Regions from separate parts of the Sus scrofa genome. Here regions 1, 2, 4 and 5 are each linked to region 3. A link is a contact called in public Hi-C and HiChIP or PLAC-seq data. All regions are on one chromosome and are shown on one strand. Each heading gives the region's core, a stretch centred on a gene start, on an enhancer-like site or on the middle of the called end of the contact. The rest is flanking DNA. Distances are from core to core; before and after follow the strand shown. Region 1 holds the start of C1H14orf166 (chromosome 1 open reading frame, human C14orf166). Region 2 holds the start of SOS2 (son of sevenless homolog 2). Region 3 holds the start of PYGL (glycogen phosphorylase L). Region 4 overlaps LOC106509105 (a long non-coding RNA gene). Region 5 holds the start of L2HGDH (L-2-hydroxyglutarate dehydrogenase, mitochondrial).

What was found. A called contact is a pair of places that touch in the nucleus more often than the background predicts. HiChIP or PLAC-seq counts read pairs in DNA pulled down with a chosen protein or histone mark.
Region 1: a Hi-C map of liver shows a contact between it and region 3, with 6 times the contacts expected there. The contact joins the promoter of C1H14orf166 here to the promoter of PYGL in region 3. A contact is called at or near these places in 2 of 47 Hi-C or Micro-C datasets (heart right ventricle and liver).
Region 2: a contact with region 3 is called in a Hi-C map of liver, with 6 times the contacts expected there. The contact joins the promoter of SOS2 here to the promoter of PYGL in region 3. A contact is called at or near these places in 1 of 47 Hi-C or Micro-C datasets (liver) and 1 of 2 datasets of contacts at active chromatin or transcription factors (alveolar macrophages).
Region 4: a Hi-C map of embryonic fibroblasts shows a contact between it and region 3, with 6 times the contacts expected there. The contact joins the enhancer-like site here to the promoter of PYGL in region 3. A contact is called at or near these places in 7 of 47 Hi-C or Micro-C datasets (embryonic fibroblasts, fetal skeletal muscle, fibroblasts and 4 more) and 1 of 2 datasets of contacts at active chromatin or transcription factors (skeletal muscle).
Region 5: a contact with region 3 is called in an H3K27ac HiChIP or PLAC-seq map of alveolar macrophages. The contact joins the promoter of L2HGDH here to the promoter of PYGL in region 3. A contact is called at or near these places in 1 of 5 promoter capture datasets (liver), 2 of 47 Hi-C or Micro-C datasets (both in liver) and 1 of 2 datasets of contacts at active chromatin or transcription factors (alveolar macrophages).

The regions. Positions count from the first base shown.
Region 1 is chr1:181,679,973-181,682,937 of Sscrofa11.1, reverse strand. C1H14orf166 (chromosome 1 open reading frame, human C14orf166) reads right to left here and starts at 1,570. Exons shown (of 8, transcript NM_001243494.1): 1 at 1,416-1,570. The coding sequence starts at 1,476.
Region 2 is chr1:180,013,324-180,016,265 of Sscrofa11.1, reverse strand. SOS2 (son of sevenless homolog 2) reads left to right here and starts at 1,325. Exons shown (of 23, transcript XM_021101439.1): 1 at 1,325-1,736. The coding sequence starts at 1,650.
Region 3 is chr1:180,702,766-180,705,925 of Sscrofa11.1, reverse strand. It overlaps PYGL (glycogen phosphorylase L), which reads left to right and starts at 1,802. Exons shown (of 21, transcript NM_001123172.1): 1 at 1,802-2,044. The coding sequence starts at 1,802.
Region 4 is chr1:181,427,660-181,430,587 of Sscrofa11.1, reverse strand. All of the region lies in intron 1 of LOC106509105 (a long non-coding RNA gene), which reads left to right. Among named protein-coding and RNA genes, the nearest start is that of GNG2, 56 kb to the left of the region's middle. Within about 2 kb of position 1,442, at least 18 of the 83 cell types and tissues checked have an H3K27ac peak or open chromatin away from gene starts, as enhancers often do. A contact at or near this core is called in embryonic fibroblasts, mesenteric adipose tissue, omental adipose tissue and 1 more, where this site is marked.
Region 5 is chr1:180,067,889-180,071,026 of Sscrofa11.1, reverse strand. It overlaps L2HGDH (L-2-hydroxyglutarate dehydrogenase, mitochondrial), which reads left to right and starts at 1,859. Exons shown (of 10, transcript XM_001926818.5): 1 at 1,859-2,101. The coding sequence starts at 1,962. ATP5S (ATP synthase subunit s, mitochondrial) reads right to left here and starts at 1,870. Exons shown (of 5, transcript XM_013993389.2): 1 at 1,720-1,870. The coding sequence starts at 1,855.

The DNA.
Region 1 (2,965 bases), core at 321-2,820, 980 kb before region 3:
GGAGGAGGAAGAATTGGAAAACATTAAATTTACAGCAATAATAAAGTACAAGAAATTAAAGGATGGTTTTCCCATGTGGCTCAACAGGTTAAGACCTGACGTTTTTGTGAAGATTCGATTCAATCCCTGGCCTTGCTCAGTGGATTAAGGATCCAGCATTGGCACAACCTGAGGCATAGGCTGCAGATGTGGCTCAGATCTGGTATTGCCGTGGCTGTGGTGTAGGCTGGTAGCTGCAGCTCTGATTCAACAGCTAGCCTGGGAACTTCCATATGCCACAGATGCAGCAGTAAAAAGAAGGGGGGGGGGATGTCAAATTAAATGATAAATACAAAGGCGATACAGTCAACTACTACTGTTTACTATTACAGCATATTAAAACCATTCATGAAAAAGTTCATAGGTGTTCATGTACCTCACATTCTCTTGCGGTAGGAATATCCTTATCGCACAAGTGTGAAAATTGAGGCTCAAAGATTTGAAATCCAGCTCTAAGCTCTACTGCCTTGAACCTTTTTTGTTAAATAAAAGGCAAAGTAGAAAAACAAGAGTCTATAAATTGACATGCTTCTACAGGAGATCAACAAAACACTGTTAGACTGCTTGGAAATTATTTTCAATTTCAAAATTCAAGCTGGAATTCAAATTATGAAGTCTTGAGAATTTCACCATCTTCTGAACATGCCAGGTTGTACTTGAACACTTTCAAACTTACTAGTCTACTACAGGCTAAGAATTCTGGAAAAAAAACAAGTAGTGGTGGGTAGTAGCTGTGTAACAGTGGGGTAGCAATCTTAATACTTTTTTTTCTTCTACAATTTTAACACTGTGAAATCCCAAATACCTTCGTATTTACAATTCAACCGCCCCATTCAGCTGCTGCTAACTTTTTTTGCACGACCCACACACTGTAATTAGCCCGTTATTATACGCGTGTATCCCAACACTGCCAGCCCAGGACCTCATTAACATTTGAGCTCAAACTGCTCGGTGGGTTCTCACTGCCCACCCCGACCCCTTAGTTCCTGGCAGGCAGTGAACTAACTGGTGTTCAAGTTACGCCGCATCTTCCTCGGATTCCAGCACTGCGCTGGCCCCCAGCAGGTGCTCACGGCGTCACCCTGTGACCCGGCAACCAGCGCATTGAGGGCTAAGAGAAAAAAAGACTTTCCCTCTAGAGAGCTGAGGGTGCGGGCAGGAGGTGAGAGTGGTGTCCGGAGTTTAGCAAGGACACAAAGAACGGGTGACGGGGCTCTGAAGCCAAGGAAGCTTCAGGTGCCCGGCGGGTGGGAGAAGATAAGTCCCGGGGAGACAAGGCCGCGAACGGCCCGGGTAGCGTGCCCGGATGCCGGCGCCGAGGGAGCGGTGGCCCGCGGGGTCACTGACACGCGGCCGGCCCAAGGCCGCCGCCTCACCTTTGCAGTTGAAGCCAGCAGGATTGTGGTAGTCGAGGGCCGTCAGCTTGCGTCGGAACATGGTCCCAGTCTGCTCGCTCCGGTCCCCGGTCTTCAGCCGGGAGGGGAGAACCGAGGAAGAGCGAGCGGCGCAGGCACCGACGACGCGGCGAGAGGGCGTCGGGAGCCGGGACGCTCCGAAATGACGGCGGCCTTAGCCAATCCTGGCTTTAGGATCGGCAGCCGCCGGCCAATGCCCACCAATCGTAGCTCCGGTTGGGGAGGCGGGGCCACGTTGAGGCACGTCGACGCTCAAATAAACTTTATTGTCAGCTTACTAGTTGTGCATTAGGCAGAATGCAACTTAGTGGCCGGTTACCTGTTGTTTTCCTCGCGGTGTTGATACACCCCGCAGAGCACGGTATACTTAGATTCTGCTATCGCCATGCCTCTTATTGAATCGTATAATCTGTTTAGTATTTTCAGCGTATTCACCCATTCATTGAATTATTACATGCCTCCTTCTAACGCTGCTAATAAAAAAGACTTTTTAGCAAGGTCCCTTTCTCACTAAGTAGGGAGTGATCGACAGGTAAACAAACAAATATAATACTGTATAATAGTTCCAGACATCACTAGCAGCTATGGAATCTTGAAGCCAAAAACCTGGACTTATCCTTCACTCCCTATCAACCTCAATTACAACATCCAATACTTCATTAATTCATGCTGTTCTGTCTCTCATGTCTTTCTCAAATCCCTCTCCTCCTCCCAACCTCACTGATGCTACCTCAAATCAGGCCTTCATCATTTTTGCTTATTCTATCTTATTTCTTAGGGCCAGTCTTGCTTTTTCCAATCCTCCCAACTCCACTCCCACCATCACAGTCAGCAATGATAGTGATTTTCTGAAACAAAAACCTGTTCATTACCGTTTAATGCTTAGTATCCTTTTGTGGGTTCCTGCTGCCTTTGAAATAATCAAAACTTCAATTTATATATTAATATGCTTCTTCATTCCCCCAATCTGCATTCATACACTGGAGAGACAGCAGTGAGCAAGACCTACCAGGCCCGTACTCTCCTGAAGTTTAAAAGGTTGTTGAGGGAAGACAAAACAAACAAGTCTGAACTATGGCTTGAAGATGGTGAGGAGTTTGCCATACCATCAAAAGGGTAGCTTGCATTGAGGGAAGAAGACATACAAAGTAAAGGAGTGAACAGCAGCTGGGCCAGAGTGGCTAGAGCTTATGGAAGTTGGAGGGTAGAAGAGAATGACAGTGGATGAGACTTAGCCAAAGACCAGGGCCTGATCAAAAACGACCTTTCATGCCATGCTAAGGGGAGCTATTGATGTTCTTGGAGGCAAGCCAACTTTATATGCTTCATTTTATTTCAACAGATTATAATTAAACACTGTGCTGGTACTTGTGGGCCATACAAATGAGTGAGATATTTTCAGGATATTCAAGTATAAAAGCAAAATTAGACATGTAAATAAATACTTATAATCTAGAGTTAGAAAGTGATAAATAACGAGAAGTACAAAGTGTGCTTTCAGGTCAGAATAC
Region 2 (2,942 bases), core at 76-2,575, 690 kb after region 3:
CCAGGGAGCGGCCCAGAAGTGGCAAAAAGACAAAAAAAAAAAAAAAAAAAGCACAAACAAAAAATAATGATCAAGTTTCCAGAGTCTTCATCGCAGGAAAGTCGGGACATTTTCGGGGTTGCTAATGAGCATGGCTGGGCCCCAAGGGCGGACACAGCTTTTGTGGGATCTGACACCACACCTACGCAATTTGGAGGACACCATTAAGAAAACAGTGCAGGAGTTCCCTTCGTGGCTCAGCGGTTAGCGAACCTGATTTGCGGTGTTTGATCCCTGGGCTCACTCAGTGGGTTAAGGATCCATCGTTGCGCTGAGCTGTGATGTAGGTCGCAGACGTGGCTCAGAACCCAAGTTGCTGTGACTGTGGTGTAGGTTGCCGGCTACAGGTCTGATTGGACCGCTGGCCTGGGAACCTCCATATGCCGCGGGTGCGGCCCTGAAAAGACAAAAGAAAAAAAAAAAAGAGAGAGAAGAAAACAATGCAAAAATATGAAAAGTTTTACAAAAACGATAATTTTGTGAACATAGGGGCTCATGCAAGTGAAGGATTAAGCCTAATTAACGTTGTCATCTGCCCCTTTTGGCCCTACTGTGCGCTAAGGGCTTTCCACGCCTCGCCTCCTTCAATCCCCACACCACCACCGTATGATATAGTTACTATTGCCCATATACAAAAACGCCATGTGGAACACAAGTACGTTAAATATCCTGTCCAGACAGAAAGCCCTTTTCTTTACAAATACCTTTACTGCTTCCCACGACTGGAGTCCTTGGGCTCGAGGAGTAGCACCGACTCAGGATTGTCTGGGGAAGATCAAGAGGGGGGAGAGTGTGTGTAAAACGCAGTCAGCAAGCAGGGAAGTCTATGTGGAACAGACGCCCATTAAGCGTCCAGGACAGGGGCGCTCCTGGGGCAGGGCCCGCGCGCCTGGCCGGCGCCTCTGCCACATTCGCGGCGCGCATGCTCCGTGCAGGACTACTCCGGCTCCCAGGGATGAGTGCCGGGCGGAGGGGGCGGGCCGAGCCGCCGCTGCTGGGATCCGGAGCTCCGCGGCGGCCCTGGGGCGCTGTGCGCGGCTGCTGAAGGGGCGGCGGCGGCGGTCAGCGCTCTGCGCGCTGCAGTGTAGCTCGCTCGTTAGACGCGCACGCCCGCTCGGTCCCCAGGGCCCTCTGGAGGTGACTCGGGCGGGCCGGGCCGGGCCGGGCCGGGCGGCGTTTGCCGGTTGGGAGGGCGGAGGAGAGGCGATGAGGAGACAAGCCGCCGCTGTCGCCGTAGTTCTCCGCCCGCCGCGGCCGTAGCGGGAGTCCGAGCAGGGTCCAGGCCAGCTGAACCCCCGCCGGGCTGCGAACGCAGACAAAGGAGGAGGAGCCGCCCGAGAAGCGGGCCAACGCCGCCGGGAAAGGAGGCCGCCGCGCTTCCTCTGCGGACGCGGCGCGAGGCGAGGCCGCCCGGGCCGAGGAAGCCGCCCCCGGAGCCCCCGCCCGCCGGCGCCGCCTCCGAGCAGCCTCGGCCGTAGCCCCGGCCCGGGCGGGAGGCGGCGGCGGCGGCCGGCGAGGCGACGCAGCCAGAGCCCTGCCTGTCAGGCTACCGGCCCGGCCCATTTCGGCCCGCGGGCCGACCCCGATGTGGAGGCTCTGCGGCCGGGGCCATGCAGCAGGCGCCGCAGCCCTACGAGTTCTTCAGCGAAGAGAACAGTCCGAAATGGCGGGGACTCTTAGTCTCGGCCCTGCGGAAGGTCAGTGCTGGTGTCCGATCGGCCGCGGGGACCGAGGGAGGTGACGGGGCCGAGAAGGGCGCCTGGAGGGCGGGGTGCGGGCCGCGGCCCCTCGGACTCTCTGATGGGGAGCTGTACGTCCTCTCTGCGGGTCCGAGGCCGAGCGCTTCCTCCCCGGCCGGTGGCGGGGCGGGGGGGGGGCGGGGGGAGCTCGCGATTGCCTGTTGCATCCAAAAGGACGTTTATCTCAAGTTTTTGCCTGGCCCCGGAAGGAAGGTTTTGTTGTGATCATAAAACTGGATTTCATGTTGCAGTCATTTCGTCAGGCAACTTCCGCCGTTGACCAATTTGTTGTCCTCAGGCTGGATTCAGGGCAAGAGAAAGTCCCGCTGGTATTTAGTTTCTAAAACAAAAGCACATTTTCAGGCCAGGTAATTAACTTTTAATTAAGTTCTTTGGGGCTGTTCCCTTCGGCAGTTCGCTCGTGAAGGGTGTCCTCTCACTTAAGAGGTAGTCCTTTTTTTTTTTTTTTAACAATAAGATGGATGCGTTTCAGGAGTGCGAAATGTCAGTGAGCCATGATATTTGTAAAAACAATTCTTGAGGTAAGTTTAAAGTGCCTTCTCCGTTCCTGCAAAAGGCATCCCACCTGTTTACGAGCGATTTCCCCTATAAAATTCGGTCAGTTTCTTCACTGAGTGCAGTTTAGAGTTTAGAATCATTTTAAGGGGACAGAAAAGGAGCAGCTCTTAAAAATTAGTCTTAAGGTTGGGTGCATCGCTAGGGTGCATCTCTCCTGTAGATGATGTCAGTTTTCATCTGAATTTAGGTAATAATCATACTGTCATTTTTATATTGAAACCTTTTGTAAGATCAAGACAAATTAAAGACTGTAAATCAGTGCAGGAAAAGATACCAAACCTGCTGAACATGGGTTTTCCGTGCCATTGATGCAGATGCCTTTTGTGCAAAATAACTAAGAATAAATTTTAAAATAATAAGGAAAGAATAAACATTAATTTAAAAGACTGCCCTTGGAAAATAATTTCTTTTCTTTTTGTTTTTTTAGGGCTACACCCACGGCATATGGACGTTCCCAGGCTAGAGGTCGAATTGGAGCTGCACCTGCCACAGCCATGCCAGATCCAAGCTCAGTCTGTGATCTACACCACAGCTCACGACAATGCTGGATCCCTGACTCACTGAACGAGGCCGGGGATCAAACCT
Region 3 (3,160 bases), core at 553-3,052:
TTATGTAAACAAGGCAAACAGCTCAGTTAGTTATCCCTTCATTTTATAGGCACACATCTTTCTCTTTTCTCCTCCCCCCCCCCCCTGTTCAGCTAAAACATAATTCAAACAAGAGGCCTAAGGTAAAAGCCCCTGCCACTTAACCAGCCTGAAGGTCCAACTCAGGACTTCTGATTCTCATTAACCTGTCTCTGCAGCTGAACAGTAGGGTATTTTGACAAGGCAAGCCTGGGTCTAAGAGTCAATAACCCCAAATTCCTGAGTCCTCAAAACCTGAACTGAAAGCAAAGGGCACCCTGGGGTTCCTTTCTGAGGTCCAGGATCCAAGATGGGAGGGGCGCCAAGGACTTAGAGGGACATTCAACAACTGAAATAAGAGTGCAGACACTCCCCCACCCCCATCCCTGCTGAAGCTTGTGGTAGAACCCACTCCAGGTGGGAAATAACAGCAATAATAACAACATAGCAAATAAATCTCTGTAAAACAAAAGTTTGCCAGCAACACGTTGTTACCCGAATGGGGTTTGCCTCTTGGTGGGTGTCAGCCAAAAGACACAGCCAAGCCAAATATGCAGATAAGGAAACAAGTAAACAGAATACCAGGGATCTTTCCCAAGCAGTATCTCTCCCAATGGCAAAATGGGGGAATTTTTTTTTTTTTTTTTTTTTTTGTCTTTTTAGGGCCGCACCCACAGCATATGGAGGTTCCCAAGCTAGGTGTCCAGTCGGAGCTGTAGCCGCAGGCCTACGCCACAGCCACAGCCACAGCAAGGCAGGATCCAAGCCGAGTTTGCGACCTACACCATGGCTCATGGCAACGCTGGATCCTCAACCCACTGAGCAAGGCCAGGGATCAAACCCACAACCTCATGGTTCCTAGTCGGATTTGTTTCCGCTGCACCATGAAGGGAACTCCAAAATAGGGGAATTTTTAAGCTATGGGTACATGCATATCAGGAAGGGGCTTGGGCTGAGAACTCAGGAAAGAAATGGGGTAAATGTAAACAGAGTCCAAGCTTTAGTTGAGTAAAGTCTGGAGGGTCAGCGTCATCATGCCATCCCCCACCTGGATGGGGGCCTTAGTTCCTGCAGAACATAAAGGGTATGGGATTGTCAATATATCTGGAACTGGACGGTTTTATTGCTGACCTCCTGTTTCTTGACCGCTTTTCATTTGTTCCTGCATTCTCTTATTTTCCTTACTATCCATAGTTACTGAGACCTATGCAAGGGCTTAGCAGCTTACATCACAAAGGGGCTTAGGCCAAAAATGCCTTCTTTTATTTCAAGAAAGCCGTGCCTGGTTCTCTTTCTCCAGGGGCTCCCTACCTTATCTGCTTACCACGCTTTCACACACTGACATACTTCTAGTACCCAAGACTTTAGAGTGAGGAGACAGAACCAATGTCCCATCCACCCGCTCCCCCGCATCGCCCCAACAGACACATAATCCACAGATCCGGAAGGGAGCCTCGCACTCTTGTGCGTCACCCAAGGTCCCACCTTCTGCCGCCAAGAGGGTTCAGCCCCTCCTGGCCACCAGCCAGGCAGGAAGGCTGAGCACGCTCGCCCTCAGACCTCAGCTACCGCCCAGCTCCGCCCAGAGCCCCGGGAGGGGCCGGCCCTCCCTCCGCTGCGCCGGACAGTCGTGGGAGCTGGAACCCGGGCGGCGCCGTGCGGAGGGGCAGACCCCAAACTTTCCTGAGACTCAAAAGCGGCCTGCGGCGCGAAGAGGCTCCGCCCCTGTCCTGCCACCCGGCGCCTTGGGAAGCGCGTCCCGCTGGCTGCGCTGCCCGCCGCCATGGCCAAGCCCCTGACAGACCAGGAGAAGCGGCGGCAGATCAGCATCCGCGGCATCGTGGGCGTGGAGAACGTGGCCGAGCTGAAGAAGGGCTTCAACCGACACCTGCATTTCACACTGGTCAAGGACCGTAATGTGGCCACCCCTCGCGACTACTTCTTCGCGCTGGCGCACACAGTGCGCGACCACCTGGTGGGGCGCTGGATCCGCACGCAGCAGTACTACTATGAGAAGTGCCCCAAGGTACGAGCCCGGCGCCGCGCGGTGGTTTCCTTGCCGCCCATGCACCGGTCGCACCCTTCCGGGGCCGCGCACTCCAGCAGCCGGCTGTCCTGGCGGCGTCCGGGGCCGTTGGGAGGAGCCCTCGCTGTGACCTCTCCTAACCCGGCTCTCGCTGCCCGGGAAGTCCAGGGCAGTGTCTGGGCGGCGGCTGGGCAGCCCGGGGGACAGATCCGGCACTCCGCTAACACCCCACCCCGAGCGTCATCTCACCCAAACCACAGCTCTGCCCGCCCCCAGGGACCGTCCCGAGTAGATGGCTAGGCCTCCCTCGCCTCTCTGCTTAAATTCATTAACTTTTTTGGTGCATCTACTCTTAAGGTTTTAATCCAGAGGTAGCTGGCGTCTCCTGGGTGCCAGGCACAGGCCCCAGATAGTAGGCCCTGAACAAAGCGGTTAATGCCTTGCCTCGGGGAAGCTCAATGTTTAGGGAGGAGAGACGAATGCAAAGATCGTCAAAGGGCAGTAGGAGCTGAGGGGGCAGGTGGGCCAGAGTTGGAGGAAGGTGCTTTGAGGACTAGGTGGCCTGCTGTAGGCACTGCCTGGGTGTGGTGGAGAGGGAGGATAGAGTTCTCCCCCATCAGAGCTCTGTCCCCACCCCTCCCCTGCTTTCCCCAGTTCCTGGGAGTCGGGCGTGGAGGACTTGGCAGCCCTTTTGTTGTTGTTTTTTGTTTTGTTTGTTTGCTTGTTTGACCGCCTCACTCGGCATGTGAAAGTTCCCAGGCCAGGGATTCATTCGGTGGCACCACAGCAGCGACCAAGCCAATGCAGTGACAACGCCATATCCCGCTGCGCCACAGAAGAACTACCTCCTGGACTGACTTGAGTCCTGCGGGGTGGAGGTGCAGGGCCAGGCTACAGACTTGCTGTAACAGGCTGTTCACAGACCACCCCTACCCACTGCGCAGGGGCTGGAGTGGACGCTGCCTCATCACGGAGGAACACTCTACCTGGCCGATCTGGGAAGGGGAAAATTGAAGAGGACTTGGCAACCAGAGGGATTGTGTTGTGCAGAGACAGGGTGAGAGAGCAGCGCTGGCAGCTGCAGTGAGGGTGGGTGTGAGTCTTGGGAGAGGAAAC
Region 4 (2,928 bases), core at 193-2,692, 730 kb before region 3:
CAGCAATTTAGGAGAGATTCAATTTTCACCAGCATTTGGTATTGTCACTATGTTTTATTTTAGCTGTTCTAATAGGTATGTGATATAGGAAGCTTTGGATATGTTTTGTCTGTGGGTTTGTTTGGTGAAGGAGAGCCTTCAGCACATTCACGGGCTGAGGGGAAGGAACGCGCAGAAGGGATGAACTGAGGGTGCAGGAAGAGGAGGAGAATGGACAGGTCCTAACAACGGGAAGGGAGGGGTGAAGTGACGATTGAGCTTTGACAGCCATGGGCCTTATCCTCAGAGACAGGAGGAAAGGATGTGAGAGCACAGAACAAGATTAGAGGGGGAGGCCCTGGAGGATGTTGTCGCCTAGTGGGTGACAGTGAGCTCTGGAGTCAGGCTCATGCTGGGTCGGCTCCCCCACTTCCCAGCTATTTGATCTTGGATACAATATCTGTTCTCCCTAAGGGGTCAGTTTCCTCATTTATACAAAGGGGAAAGTAGTAAATAATGTTAGGATTATGGTGAGAATGAAGTAAACTTCTATGGGTTTGGCAAACAAGAGAGATGATGATAATCACACAGCAAATCAAAGAGCTAAACATGCCACATAAATTCAGAGTCCAGGAGTTCCTGTTGTGGCTCAGCAGGAATGAACCCAACTAGTATCCATGAGGATGTGGGTTTGATCCCTGGCCTTGCTCAGTGGTTAAGGATCTGGCATTGCTGTGGCTGTGGTGTAGGTCAGTGACTGCAGCTCCCATTTGACCCCTAGCCTGGGAACTTCCATATGCTGTGGGTGGGGCTCTAAAATGCCAAAAAAAAAAAAAAAAAAAAAAAAAAAAAATCAGAGTCCAAATAGTGTGATAGTTGTTGGCTCCTATGACTTTCCACAGCCTCCCGAAAGACTAAGAACTTGAAGGGAGGAGTCAGAGGCCTTATTTTTATTTATTTTGACTTCCTAGCATTCAGCTCAAAGCCTTCCTTACAGAGAGCTCTCAGACAAGTGTGCAAACACCTGAAGAGTCAACCCTGAACCAACTCAGGTCCTGCCTCTCAGGCAGAGCTTCCCTTCCACTGACTCTGGGTTGAACTTTCCCCTCTCTGAATTTGCTACCTTCTTTACAATAACTCAGCTTTTTTTTTTTTTTTTTTTTTTTGCAGTCACTGATTTGAGCTCTGTATTTCAGTTCTGGAAATGCAAACACACACTCTTATTCATCATTCAAGTCTGATAATCTCTTTCTGTTGTTACAAATGCCTAAGAATTAAAAAGGAGAGGGAGAGGGTGGTATATTACTGGAGAGACTTCTTTAAATTACCTGTTTTCATGACCACCTGCATCCTGGGAGAGGCTGAGCTTCAGCAAGTTGACAGGTTCCATGTCCTGGTGCTAAATGAGCCTCCCTTTACCAGGTGGGCAGAGGGAGGACTGCTGCCACGGTGAGGCCGGCTCACGGGCTCACTCACTCCTCTGTGGGTTCAGGTGCGCCAGCCGGGTGAGAGGCAGAGTGGACCTGGGCTGATGAGGAAAAGGCAGCGGCATTAGGGAGACTGTGGGTACACCTGTGACCTGTTTTTAGTTTGCGAATTCTGGCCACATCTCCAGCCTTAAAAAAACAAAACAAAAAACAAAACTCCTTGTCCTGCTCTCTTCCCTCAGATGAGATGCAGAAATGTAGCTAAAATGCAACCTAGAGATGTTTGGGGAGGGGCATTGACAGGATGAGTCAACAATGGAGGTCAAACAAGGAATTTGGAAAATCCATAACATACGAATATCTTCCTCCTCAAATCATCCTAGTTTTGGCAATAGAGCCTTTGGTTGCTGAGGTGGAGTTTGTTACAACATTTCCTGGCATCCCAAATAGCCAAAGGTTCTGGGTCCTTTGTACTAAACCACTCACTCTGACCACCAGGGGTCAGGCTGCAGCCAAGAACAGGAGGCGGACGCTCCGGAGCCCAGCTCTGTTTTCTGCCCCCAGGCCCTGCCTTGCTGACGAGACCTCACTCCAGACCCGAGCGCCTCCAGCAGTGGCTTGTGGGATTCCTTTCTCATTTGTAATAGAAGCTGCTTGGAGTTGAGTTAATTCCCTTTGTGAATCATATACTTCCTTCATTTTCATTTGTTAAGTTTAAGAACCACTCACATAAGAATCGTGTTTGGGGGGTGGGGAGCTTATTAAAAAGCAGATTCTGGGCACTGCTTATGGAGGCTGATTCTGGGGTGGAGGGGTTGGGCCCAAAGAATCTGCGTGTTATGCACACTCTGACTGGTTCTGAAGCAGTTGCTGCAGAACCACACTTTGGTAGAAGGCTTCAAGTTCCAATCCAAGCAGCCCCTGAGTGGAGCCTTCAGCTTTGTGCATGCCCAGGACTCCATGAGGACTAGGCCCATGTGTCCTGCCACCCCAGGACTCTAGGCCATCAGAGGCGTGGTCTCTGGCACATTAATCAACACCAAAGTGGGATGGGGGAGGCAGGAGAGGAAGAGAAATTCATACAGCTCAGTGCCCAATGAAGACCACTGGCAGCCCGCCCTGACCTCTACTGACATCCTTTATGCTTTACATTCCTCCTGACTGTTCCTGGGCACTGGTTTCCTTATTTGATTCCCTTTGATGTGCCTCTCTCCTCCTCATTGCTCAGAAAGAGTGTCCTGGGTTTGGAGATAGCTAAGCTACAGAGCTCAGGATAGTGTTTGCTGTCCTGCATTGGTGCTAAGACATGGTTTCCAACATGCGTACTTGATACACTAAGAAAGAGTTTTCAGGTAGGAATGGGAGCGAAACACACCCTCAAACATGCGCATTCACTGTAAGATGCAACCTAGGTCCAGAACAATAAAACATGCGTTTTATTTTTTGTATTTTTAGGGCCGCGCCCATGGCATATGGAGGTTCCCAGGCTAGGATAGCGGTCAAATCAGAGCTGTAGCCGCTG
Region 5 (3,138 bases), core at 610-3,109, 630 kb after region 3:
TTTATTCGAAATAGCTAAAAACTAGAAAGAGCTCACATGTGGTGAGCTTCAATGGGTGAACTGAAAAAGAGCTTCAATGGGTGAATGGTTAAACATGCTGTGTTATGTCCATACCATGAACTACTACTCAGTAATAAAGAATAAACTATCAATACATGCAACAATTTGGATGGAACTCAAGGGATTACACCGAGTGAAAAAGCCAATTCCAGAAAATTACATACTATATAATTCCATTTATTATAACATTCCTGACATAACAAAACTTTAGAGGGAGAAGAGAAAGGGGAAGAGGGTGTCCCGCCAGCAGAGGGATCCTGGTGGTGATGGCACTGTGCTACAGCTTGACTTGTGGATACAAGAATCTACATACATATGCCATAGAAGTATTCAGAACTACATACATACATGTAAAACGAGGGGTACCTGAATAAGATCCATGGCCTGTGTCGATGTCATTTTCCTGGTTGTGATATTGTATGATCATTTTAGAAGATGTTATCACTTGACTGTTTCTTACAACTACATGGGAATCTACAATTAGCTCAAAATGAAAAATCGAACTAAAAACTATTTCTTTTTTTTTCATTTGTGATGAACGAGCAGGTAACATTCCACAATGTCTTCACAAATAAAGAAAATATGTACAACTGTCCAGGTGATAAAACCATTTAAACATAACAAAAGCCATCATTTTATTGAACACTTTTCTGTGCTAAACATCTGATAAGCCTTATATCATATAATCTGCAAAAAAAGCCCTATGAGGGAGAACTCCTAGTTCACAGAGGAGGTTCTGAGGCGAAGAGGTGAAATGACTTCCCCAAGCTACCTGATTAATAAGTGGAGCCAAATTCAGAGAGGTATCAAGCCCTTCCAGCAATAAGGCTACATCATTCTATTTTCGTTCCCTTCAGCTGTCCTGACCCTAAAGATTAAAAACTTCCATCAAGCATAGGGAGCATAGCGATAAACAGGCATAGCGATACAGAATCACGTAGTTTTACAAAGGTCTTTCAAAGATCACATAGTCCACTTCCTTCATTTTACAGATAAACAGATCTGAAGTGACCTGCACAGGTGAGTCGCTATTCTTAGCCCCGCACAGCATATTTAAAACTGTATCTCGGTCCAGGATTTAAGAAAAGGAAACAGATTGCTAAATAATTATAGAGACCAAGCCCTCTGGTTCACCAAGCCTCTTAATATTTAAAGGACCAATAAATGACTGAAAGAATGACGCGCTAGGAGGCCCATATATAGAAGTCCAGGAAACTGCAGGCTAACAGGCGTTGCCATGACAGACCCTCGGTTCGAATGAAGCTAGGGCGGGGCAGCGAGCGCCCCTACGTGGGTGGGAGACTGCGGTGCCCAGCAAAGGGCCTTGAGTGACGTGGAGAGGGGTTGAGAGGGGGTGGGGCCTCCGGTGCGGGGCGGGGCCTTGAGTGACGCGGGGCTGGGCTTCGAGAGTCGCAGACAGAGGGAGGTTGAGAAGGCGGGGCCTAGAAAAGGGAGGTTGTTGGGCCTGCCCAAACCAAAATTTTTTCCATAATCATCCCCCGACTTTCTCTCGCGGCCCCGAGTCCACTCGGCAGCGAAGTCGAGGACGCGAGAGTCGGCACGCCAGATTTTCAGTCTGCCCAGCTAGGGCAGAAGGGAAAAGGCAGAGCGTAACCACCCCCTAGTCCCGCCCCGCTCGGGGACTAGCTCCTTACTCACAGCGTCGAAGGGAGGGAGGGAGCGAGTGAGCGTCCCTGGCGTCTACGGTAGCGCCGGCCTGCCCTTCGCCCTTTGCCGCGCGCGCCCATTGGCCATTAATGGCGGCTCCCACGTGAGGCAAAGGCGCGCCTCTCATTGGCCCCTGCGCAAGAGGCGGGGCTAGACAGCACTGGGACTTGGGCAGTGCTGGGATCCAGGGCCGCTTCTGGGGCTTGAGGCAGGGTAGGAGTGGGGCACCGGTGATGGTGCCGGCGCTGCGTTACCTGGGCAGCGTCTACGGACGTGCCCGCGGGGCTTTCTCCGGAGGCTTCCTCGCTGCTGGCGCGCCCGCGCCAGGGAACCTCTGGCTGTTGTGCCAAGGTGGCCGCAGAGCCAGCACCAGGTGAGTAGCCGCTGGCCCGCCCCCGCCGCTTGCGCTGCTTCTCTCAGAAGTGCCTGGTGCTGGACCTCTGCCCTTGCTCTGTTTCCCTGTCCTAGGCGCGAGAGAAGGTCGAGATCTTGTGCAGCCCGGGCTCCAACCTCTGATCCCAGGAGCTACCTGCTGGAATCGTTCGTAGTGTCTGTGAGGAAAAGAGTAAGAAAGGCAGTGTTGAGTAGAGGTCAAGAATACTTGAGGCTTTGAATACAAATCCACCACCTCCTAGTCCACTCTGGGAGGGTTACTTAAGCTCCTTAAAGGCTCAGCTGTGAATAGGATCCTAGTCTATTGCGTAGGTGGTCGTTTGCGGGATTAAAGGACCTAGCACACTGTAAACAATCAAATAGGCTGTTTATTCGCTGGCCTCCATGGTTTTACTTGGAAGGTCTGAAACCGGTCTTAAATCAGTTCTTGGCACACACATGCTGCATAGAGTTGCCCCTGTGAGAAGCAGCTCAGTTAGTTGCTAGGCAAACCCTGCAGAATTCAGCATCCTGTGATTCGAAGTTTGGAGACTTTCTCTGCTATCTGTAGAGGGAATGGTTTATGCGAAGGTTTCAAAGCTGGAAAGTTCTTGGTTGTTGAGAGAACTAGAATGTGAGCAAGATCAGTGTGACTGGAGCTTAGAGGAACAGAGACCGTGTGGAGAGGGGCTGCACCACAGCAGGGTTTTTGTGTTAACTATGTATGAAACCTTGTTCTAAGACCGCTAGGAGTCTTTTAGAGGATTTCTAAGAAGTGATTAAATGTTGATGTTTCAAAAGTTGACTCTGGCTGCTATGTATTAGTAGATTGGAGAGGGGTTAGAGTGGAATAGGATTTAGTGATTCATCGTGTGGGTATGTAGACAGTTCTTTTAGGAACTTTTTCTTAAGAGAAGAAAAGTAAGGTGAGTGAAGTTTCATTTATACTTTTTATTTTGAGGTAATTAAAGATCCATAGGAAGTTTAAAAAGAGCAGAGAGTACTCATGTAGCCTTTTTCACCCAATTTACCCCAATA